Regions from separate parts of the Mus musculus genome. Here region 1 is linked to region 2. The links are chromatin contacts, called in public HiChIP or PLAC-seq maps. All regions are on one chromosome and are shown on one strand. The core of a region is the stretch at or near the end of the contact, and the rest is flanking DNA. Distances in the headings are between cores, read along the strand shown. Region 1 overlaps Gm39725 (a long non-coding RNA gene). Region 2 overlaps Gm34068 (predicted gene, 34068).

Evidence for each region. HiChIP or PLAC-seq counts read pairs in DNA pulled down with a chosen protein or histone mark.
Region 1: a contact with region 2 is called in a FOXA1 HiChIP or PLAC-seq map of pancreatic cancer cells. The contact joins two enhancer-like sites. A contact is called at or near these places in 11 of 39 promoter capture datasets (the HPC-7 cell line, HPC-7-derived erythroid cells, cranial neural crest and 7 more), 3 of 484 Hi-C or Micro-C datasets (the MC3T3-E1 cell line, cochlea and embryonic fibroblasts) and 2 of 115 datasets of contacts at active chromatin or transcription factors (a beta-TC-6 cell line and pancreatic cancer cells).

Annotation. Positions count from the first base shown.
Region 1 is chr1:184,013,849-184,018,693 of GRCm38.p6, forward strand. The region is part of intron 2 of Gm39725 (a long non-coding RNA gene); the gene reads left to right. Among named protein-coding and RNA genes, the nearest start is that of Gm39725, 3.0 kb to the left of the region's middle. Within about 2 kb of position 2,748, at least 52 of the 459 cell types and tissues checked have an H3K27ac peak or open chromatin away from gene starts, as enhancers often do. A contact at or near this core is called in pancreatic cancer cells, where this site is marked.
Region 2 is chr1:183,761,277-183,766,153 of GRCm38.p6, forward strand. The region is part of intron 1 of Gm34068 (predicted gene, 34068); the gene reads left to right. Among named protein-coding and RNA genes, the nearest start is that of Gm34068, 15 kb to the left of the region's middle. Within about 2 kb of position 3,320, at least 26 of the 459 cell types and tissues checked have an H3K27ac peak or open chromatin away from gene starts, as enhancers often do. A contact at or near this core is called in pancreatic cancer cells, where this site is marked.

The DNA.
Region 1 (4,845 bases), core at 1,498-3,997, 250 kb after region 2:
ATAAAACAAGATAATCCCTTCTTTCATGGAGTTGCCTTTTGGCAGGTGTCTTGTCATAGACATGAGAAAAATATCTAATGTAAATCATTGGGACCATGGGAGCTGGTGAGATGGCTCAGCAGTTAAGAGCACTGACTGCTCTTCAGTAGGTCCTGAGTTCAAATCTCAACAACCACATGGTGGCTCACAACCATCTGTAACAAGATCTGATGCCCTCTTCTGGAGCTGTCTGAAGACAGCTACAGTGTACTTACAGATAATAAATAAATAAATCTTAAAAAAAGAAAAAAAAAGTCATCGGGACCAGCATCTTACTGCTACCAAGTAATCTTGCATGGTGTGTAAAAGACAAACAGCCATGGGAGGAAGGAACTTTCTCATTGTGGGCTGAGTGTTTGGAGTTCATCAGAAGGAGGTGGGCAAACCCCAGCTGCCTTGACCGACTGCCTTTGCCAGTCAAATCAGGAAGAGGTGGTTTGCAGCTATGCAGCTGTGTTCTCTTAGGCAAGAGAAGCATCTCTGTAGCCACCAAGTGTGGCAAAGATGAGCCACGGCCAGGAATTCCCTTCCTGAAATAACAATTAAGAACTTTTGCTTTGTTTTGTTTTGATTTTGTTTTGTTTTGTTTTGTTTTGTTGTGTTTTGTTTTGTTTTGTTTTGTTTTGTTTTTGAGATGGGTCTCACTATGAAGCCCTGGCAAGCTTAGAACTTTCAACGTGGATCAGGCTGGCCTGAAACTCATAGAGAGCTGCTGCCTCTTCCTCCTGAGTGCTGGGGTTAACAGTAGACAATCATGCCTAGCAAAAATCCAGTTTTATAGCCATCAGATACTTATAGTGCACCCCTTTGGTCCCAGACTCTCCCGTAAGTGTTGTATCAGGCCTTTGGGGTTGAAGACAATAGACAAACAGCCTTGCCCTTGTGGAAGTTTAAGGTGTGCAAAGTGAATCACTGAGCAAGCAAAAACAAGCCAGATGGTGCCACTCAGAGGGTAAGCCCAGGCAGAGTTCCCTTAAGAATTACTCATGAGGTCGACTGGAATATGCCTCCTTGCCTCACAGTATGAGATATTCATTCTGGGGTCCTTTAAAATACACACCATGGATCCTTGAGTGCATGCAGCTTGGGACCTCAATAATCAAGTGTCTGGTAGAGAGCAAGGTGTTCTACTGGCCTCGTTCTGTGACTGACAACTTCCACAGGCATTTTGATAGTGAGGTTATTTCAAATAGAAATCACACAGCAAGAAACAAAAGCCAGAAATTGGCATCTCTGGCATTAATGTGTAAATAGCCTTTCTCGTGCCCTTGCAAGGTATCTTACTTCCTTAAGTTTCCTTTGCCTTTCTTGGAAAAAGAGCAGGCCATCACTGTAGGCAATTTCCAAGTTCTCTTTCTCTTGACATAGTCATTCTGTTGGGTCTCAGGGAGAAACTACTAGGAGAGGTTGGGTTAGAGATTGGAAGGGGGTTAAGTGCATGACAGTTGCAGGGACAAAGCTGTTAAATCATTCAGGCTTCTTGGCTCTGCAGGGATAATCTCTATATACTGTGTGGAAGTATAACCTGTCAATAACATGCCTATGGCCTATAGGAGAGAGGAGACTAGAAAGCAGGACATCCAGCAAGGAGCAAAGAACTGTGGGAAAGAGTCTAGCATAGGCGATTCCCCACCCAGAGGAAGTTGGATGTACGAAACTCAGGAGAGGTAGCTAGCCATGCGGCAGGCAAAGAATAGTACAAACAGGTTAGTCGAAGTTAGGAGCTAGTTGGGGAGACAGCCTAGCTTATGCCTAGGAATTTAATAAACAATATAGCCTCCGAGTAGTTATTGGGGAACTGGGTCACGGGAGGAAAAACCTGTAGTTACACATCTCTCTCAGGGAGTCCAGACTCCGGCATCATTTATTTCCTGGAGAGCTCATTTGTCCAGTTGCCGTGATCTAGTGACATTAGTGGCCTCTCAACAAGCTGTGAATGAGGAGAAACCACACATACACACACACACACACACACACACACACACACACACGCGCGCGCGGCCTCTGGAAATTATGGTGCTCTTCACAATGGGATTTTCCCGAAGCCTCAGGTTTACATCTGTGAATATCAGCGTTTCAGTTTTTAACCTGTATTTCACCAGTGTCAACAGACGGGATACCTCTTCCCGTTCCTGTTCCTTTTATGCTGATCTACGGGACCCTATGCTCGCTCCCCTGTATATTCTTTGCTCTGTGACCCGCTCTCTCGTTCAGTAATGCTTTTTTTTTTTTTTTTTTTTTTTTTTTTTTTTTTACTCTGTGTAATCTTACACATCAATTCCTAATAAAAGTCTTGAAGACAACTCTATGACTTTGGCTTATATCACCTAAGCTTTGGGGGAGTTTGTTTCGTTTTTTTTTTTTTTTTTTTTAAATTGAAGTGGTAGGACTGGAAGGGTGAGCTTCATGTAGCTATCAGATTTGAAAACCTGAGTTTAGAATATCAAAAACTTCTAAACTGAGGCGTGGGCAGCTGCAGTTAACCCTCCATTTCCAAAAGGGAGGCCGTGGATAATGAGGGCTAGCTCTGAGGTTGAACTCAGATGTTGACAAACTAGGAGAGGTTCTTGTTCTGTGGAATGTGAAAGATCACCTTTTCCCTTGAACTTCCTGCTTTCTTATCTGCAGAATGCAGCTGGGAGAATACACCCAGGCATTGTTGTGAAGATCTAAAGGGCTTTAGTCAGAGTCATCTGTGAGTCTCTCATCTGCTAAACCCTAAGCCAGCTAAAGGCAGGAAATTCTATACCCTCGGATGATACCATATTATACAACTAGCAAGACATCCACCAATCAGACTGCACCTTGGCCTAATCAAAGTAAACACTCTGAAGAGCCAAAGTGGTCCCAGCAGACTATTCATGCCCACAGGCCTCTTCCAAAGGAACCAGTGGGCCTTCTCTCGCACGCACAGATACCTACAGTGAATTTAAAACACTGTTTGATGAACCAGGGAGATGCCTCACTGGGAAAAGTACAAACGGGAGGACCTAAGAACCTGTCTAAGGCTGGACAAAGCATCTGTAGTCTAGACTTTCCCACAGAGAGGTGGAAGATGGAGACAGGAGAACCTCTGGAAGTTCCTTGGCAAATTAGCTTGGCATGTGCTGATCAATGGTACACAACAAAGAGACTCTGTGTTAAGGTGGACCCCAAAGACTGACACTTGGGGGTTTTTTTGGTTTTTTTTTTGTTTTTGTTTTTGTTTTTTGGTTTTTCAAGACAGGGGGTTTCTCTGTGTAGCTCTGGCTGTCCTGGAACTCACTCTGTAGACCAGGCTGGCCTCGAACTCAGAAATCCGCCTGCCTCTGCCTCCAGAGTGCTGGGATTAAAGGCGTGTGCCACCACGCCCGGCTTTGTTTTGTTTTTTGTTTTCTGATTACACACACACACACACACACACACACACACACACACACTCTCTCTCTCACTCATATATCTGCTTTGTAAAGTTTTACTTCATCCACATTTTCAATTACAGAAGCAGTCCCACTGTAGAGTAAGTGTTATCTCCTTTCCCTAAGTTTTCTTGGGGCCATGTGATCCAACCTTGCCCTACTTGACTCCATAGCCAAATACCTTTTATTTTTCAGAGCTCAGTCCCACGTGCTGGTCCCAGAACACTCACAGCCTCTTTTATTTTATTTATTTATTTTTTTTGCCTGAGTTACAGATTCATTAACCCAGACTTTTTAAAAAATGTTATTATTAGAACTTTAATCACCCATGTCCTCCTTTCAAGTTCTTGCTAAAATTAATTTCTGGCAATAATAATTATGTCAGTCAGGGGCCAGCCAAATATACCCGTGGCCCCTGGGCCAAATCAAGATGGGAGTTTCCAGCCATAATCTATTTTTTGGCTCATAATGGTTGTGCCACTTTGCCCACCTGCTCCCTTCTCTCTGTCCCGCAGCAGGTGAAGTATTAGATGGGCCAACTCATCTGCTGTGGCTAGACTCTGTAAATTATATCTTAGTGAACTCAGAGACAACAATGAGATAGTAAATAAATCAGGTCTAAGTCAAGGGCAGACATCAAAATGGCAATGGTTTGGCAGGCATGAGGGGTGCTAATGGTAAAGCTGGAAGAGAGAGAAACCAGGGAAACTTTACAAGGAGCTGACAAGAGTCTATGGAGAATGGGTAGGACTCTTATTTTGAAAGATGTTCTCAGCCACTATTGTTTTCAATGTACTCTAGGAGAGGATTGGAGAACACACAAAATCTGGTTAAAGAAAGGTGAGTCCTTGACAGTATGGCCTGTCTATCATCTTCCTGGCTCCACAATCTCCCCCTATATTCCTGAAGTATACCTCTGTCTATACATTACAGCACAGAACTTAGGATGTAAGACCACCCTGGTGGTTTGAATATGTTTGGCCTAGGGTGGCACTCTTGGGGGCGGGGGGGTGGCCTTGTTGGAGGAAGTGTGTCACTCTGGAGGTGGGCTTGGAGGCCTTCCTCATAGCCACATGGGAGCCAGTCTTCTGTCTGCTTTCAGAAGAAAACCGAACTCTCAACTCCTCCTGAGCCACACCTGCTTAGATGCTACCATACTCCCACATTGATGATAATGGACTAAACCTCTTAACCTGTAAGCCAGCCCCAGTTAAATGTTTCCCTTTATAAGAGTTGCCTTGGTCATGGTGTCTCTTCACAGCAGTGAGACCCTAACTAAGACTACCTTGACTATAGTCAGGCATGACATCAGACAGACTCACTCTTTCTGCCTTAATGTTGTTTATTCAGCCAACAAAAATAATGGCTGTCTACTTTCAAACCATTGTGCTGGGTTAGGGTTATAACT
Region 2 (4,877 bases), core at 2,070-4,569:
GTTAAACCAGAATAAACTAGGACAGACTTCAACCATGGGTTAATATTGGACAAAGAACACACAAAGGAGGCTGCTTAAAAGGGTGGTTAGCTGGCCTAGCAAGGAAAACAGCCAGAAGAGATAGCCAAGGATATTAAAGACATAATTTTTCCTATGTCATAAATCTGCTATGGGTATGGGCTGCTCATAGATCATAGAACTTGCCATGCAGGGTTCATGTTCCATTACCCACTCTAATGGAGGAAAGCCGAACAGTGAAACTCATAACAATGTTCGGCTCTGAAAGGAACATGCAATTGGATCTGAAGAGAAGGTTGGTCTTCTTGTCCCATGGGTGGCTTACCTGCTTTCTCGGGAGTGTTGAGAACACACCCATGACAAAGCATCTTGTTAGGAATCAAGAGAAACCATGGGCCAAGTTCAATCCCCTTTGTGTGCTTGAGTGTAGGGTTACTGCGGGGTAGTTAGCTCCCCATGAGAACGTTGGCAGTCTCACTCAAGAATCAGTTCTAAGTTTGAGGTGGTGACTCAGTGGGTGATGTATTTGCTGTACAAACATGGGGGTGTGAATTCATATTCCCAGCATCCATGGAGAAGCTGAAGCTTGGCATGGTGGCACATGTCTGCAAATGAACTGGGGAGGGGACAGGCAGATCCTGTGGCTCAGGTTCAATGAGAGGCCATGTCTCAAGAAAATAAGATGGAAAAAATTAGAAGAAACCATGTAAGCTGACTTCTGTCCTCCATATGTGAAATTATGAACACACACACACACAAACACTCACAGACACACATATGCACAGGCACACACAGGCATGCACACATGTACACAACACAAATTCCTTTTTTTTTTTGAGACAGGGTTTCTCTGTGTAGCCCTGGCTGTCCTGGAACTCACTCTGTAGACCAGGCTGGCCTTGAACTCAGAAATCCGCCTGCCTCTGCCTCCCAAGTGCTGGGATTAAAGGCATGCACCACCACTGCCAGGCCACACATGAGTTCTAATGAAAGGTTTGAAATAAATCTTGTCTTAGAAATAAAAACGTCTTTTTCTAAGAAAAACATATTTAATTCATTTGTAGGGTTTAGAGGTTCTCTCCCCTACCCCCAACCCTGTGTGTGTGTGTGCACGCGCACACACGCACACGCGCACAGGTGTACAGCTTCAGTTGCTGCTGACTATAAGAGAAATCAATATCTGGCCACTGGCAGTTGTGGACTGTTACAGCTTGGTGACAGCTGATATATTGGTACTTGGCAATGAGAAGAAAGGCTGGTATGCATGCTATCAATTTTTAGAGCTTATTTTATCTATGCCAATACCAGTGACCCAACATTCCATTTATCATTCTTGCTCGTGGAAGAAACAGTTGATAAAGGACAATAACTTTTAGCCTATATAATTCATATACTTTTCCATGTACCAGTTGTGGGATAGAGAAATAGAAATATAAAGTTCTCTTGGAGGTTGGGTGTATGGGACATACTTGGCGATGCATTTCTGTTGGAAGAGGACTTGCCTACCATACACAAAGCCACAGGTCCAGTCCCTAAGCAGTGCATAAACTGGGTGTGGGCCCACACTTGTAATCCTAGCACTTGGGGGACAGAGGCAGAAAGACCAGAAGATCAGGGTTATTCTTCAGCTACACAGTGAGCTTGAGAGACATTGCCCAGCTTGACATACAGGAGATTGTTTCCAAAGGAAAGAAATCCTTTAGTTCCGAGGCCTGAGCTCCCAAAAGCCTAAGCAGTGAGTGGCTTCAGCTTTTCCTTCCGTGTGTGGCATCTACTTGTTCATGTTTGCCTGCCTTCAACACCACTTCTGGGCTGTATTACCTCACCAAGAGATGAATGCACCGCTATCTTTCTTGGTAATGAGAATAATCTTGATATCTAGTACCCCAAAGCAGGGTGCTGTTCACACTTGGCTGAGGGTTGCTTCTACCTTATTCTAATCCACAGAGATCCCTGTGATACTAGAAACCAAGGCTTGGAGTGGCTGAGCCATGACCCTGAACCTCCCCAGATTAAGTAAGGGTGACCCTTTGTTTGCTCTGTCTCCAAACAAAGCCCACTTGCTGCAAAGACGCACAGGCACACCCAGTGCGTTGTGCTTTTAGTATCTCCTTGTTCTGATATAATGTATGCATAACAGCCAGAAAGATCACCCCACTGACCCTCTCTTTCCTGGGAGACCTCCTGACAGACCCACCCCAAACACTTTGACCGTTTACTTCTAAAAACCCTGAGAACTCAGCTACATGCTAAACTAGCCCAGATCACAGGTTTCTCTCTGCATCAAGTGCCATCTTCTTTAATGCACAGCAAGCATGTGATCAGTTACTTGCCCTATCTATTTTCATGGACATCTATGTGGTTTTTTGTTCCCGAGGTAATAGGTCTTAACATCAAGAAGAAAACTGCTAGGCAGAAAAACCAGGCAAGTGGTGACGCCTAAAGATGTTGTCTCTTCCTTTACCTTTGAGATAACAAATGAACTCATTCTTCAAGGCTTATCTCAAATTACACAACTCTTTTCATATCATCTATCTAGCTATGTTCTATCAACCATCCATATATGTATCTATAATCTTATCTATCTATCTATCTATCTATCTATCTATCTACCCATCCATCCATCCATCCATCCATCCATCCATCCATCCATCTATCTACCCATATTTCTATCATCAATCAGTTAATCATCTATTGGTAGTAGCTAAGCCTCTTCTAGGAGTGGTGTGGGAGTGTAATGCAGACAGCTGTCCTTATGGCAAGGCCTGAGGAGTTGGGTTCCCACATGGCAAGGACCTGTGGGGAAGATTGTGCAGAATCTCCTGGCCTTTCCTGAGGGAATGCTGGGATCGCTTTTGCCTTGCATTTGGGTTTTTGGCTTTGCTATTAGAAGATTTTACTTTCACTCTGTCTGTGACAGACATTTTCCCAGGATCAGAAAAAGAAAGCTGGGGCCGTCATTTATTCTTGTTTGTCTTCGAGAATCATGGGAGTGGAACAAAGCACTGCCCCTCTGTTTGTTAATGGTGGTGATGTGGTTATGTCAACATGAGGGGCCCGGTCCGGGTACGTCAGCTAATGCCCAGATGTTCTCATTTGCCCACCAACCTGTTCCAAACAACAGCTCGATGATTATCAAGAGGTTAGAGAGGTCTTGCTGGATCATTGGTTCCAAGACTTAATAGGAACATTTGGCAGTGAGCCAAGCAACGATGAGGAACTGACTCAGGTTACTAAGCTGCAGAGAGCCCTGGGCGTGACAGGAATTAGATCTCCTGATTAGGATATGGAGAGATACTAGGCACCAATGATTAAATCAGTATTTCCTGGGTACGTAGTCCATCACCTCTCTGTACTGTAACCACAGTTGATACCAGCACGGTCACTTGGTTATGGACCAGTGTGCTGGGTTATATATTAACTGCTTCTTAAAGCTGTGTTTCCTCTTACTTGATACAGTTCATGGGTTAGCAGGAGACTGAGGGAACTGGGGAGGAGGAGAAGGAAAAGGGAGGGAAAATTGCAGTGTGCACATTATTGTTGTTAAACGTAGGATGTTCTTCAAAGAGATTGTACGTGAGAAAATGAGAAAATGAATGTAAAACCTTTCCAGCTGTGAAAAAAAAATCAATGTATAAATAAAGGTGGCCTGAGTTGTCTCAGTGTCAGTGTGTGAACTGCACCTCTTGGTTTAAGGCTGCTTTTGACTATTCTACACATCTTCCTTCTGAACCCCACTGAAGCTGGACTCTAGAAATCTATCATTTATCTATCTGATCTTTGGCCTATCTTCTCTATCTCTATTGTTATTTATATGTCGTTTATTCACCCATCTGTGGTTGTCTGTTTTCCATCCATCTCTTTTCCTCCTTTCCTTCCTTCTACTCCTTCTTCATCATCTGTCATTATGTGAGTAGCTTTCTTATTTTCCTTTTAAAAATGTTATGTCCATAGGTGCTTTGCTAGCATCTGTGCATGTACACCATGTGTGTACAGCGTCTGTGGTATCTGAAGAAGTTGTTGCATCCCCTGGGTCTGAAATGTCAGATGGTTGTGAGCTATCACGTAGGTGCTGGAAACTTAGCCCATGTCTTTTGCAGGAGCAGCAAGTATCCTTAACTGCTGAGCCATCATCTTTCCAGCCCCAGTTTTCTGATTTCTTTAGACAAACACAATCTATTTTGTGGATTTTTTTTTTGGTTACTTGTTCCAATTATTTTGTTTTGCATCTTGTTCCTTAATAACCTTTTAATCCTTTGTCAATGATAACAAAGAATTTTACAAATAGGAGATACTACTTACATATCTGTTGAAGTTCAATGAAATTAATTAGTGTGAAGGCACTCCAGGGCAACAGAAATCCTTTAAACAGTGTGATTACTATAGTGTTTATTTTCTGTTAATTAAAAAGACAAGCACCCAGGAAACCTTTTTTTTTTTCCAAAAAAAAAAAAAAAAAAGCTACTTTGTGTGCCATGAACAATTTCACTCAACATTTACATTCTTTTGTTTGCACCTGTATTCCTTTGCTAATGTTTTCAGTGTAGAGCCCTGACTGCTCTTTGAGCTTGGCTTACTGATTTGGATCCCTGGTTTTTCTTATTGCATTACTCAGTCTCATAATGAATAATTTACCATTTACAATTTGAGCTTCTTTGGTGTGGAAGGAAAACTTAAAAAACATCCGAGATGCAATTTGAGGACAGTGCTTCTATTCAAGAGTTTCTCTGGTGCTTAAGAATTGTCTCAAGGAGCTGGAGAGATGGCTCGGAGGTTGAGTGTTTGCTACTCTTGTGGAGGGCTACGTTTGGTTCCTAGCATCCATGTTTTGGTGGCATATAATCTAGCTCCAGGGAATC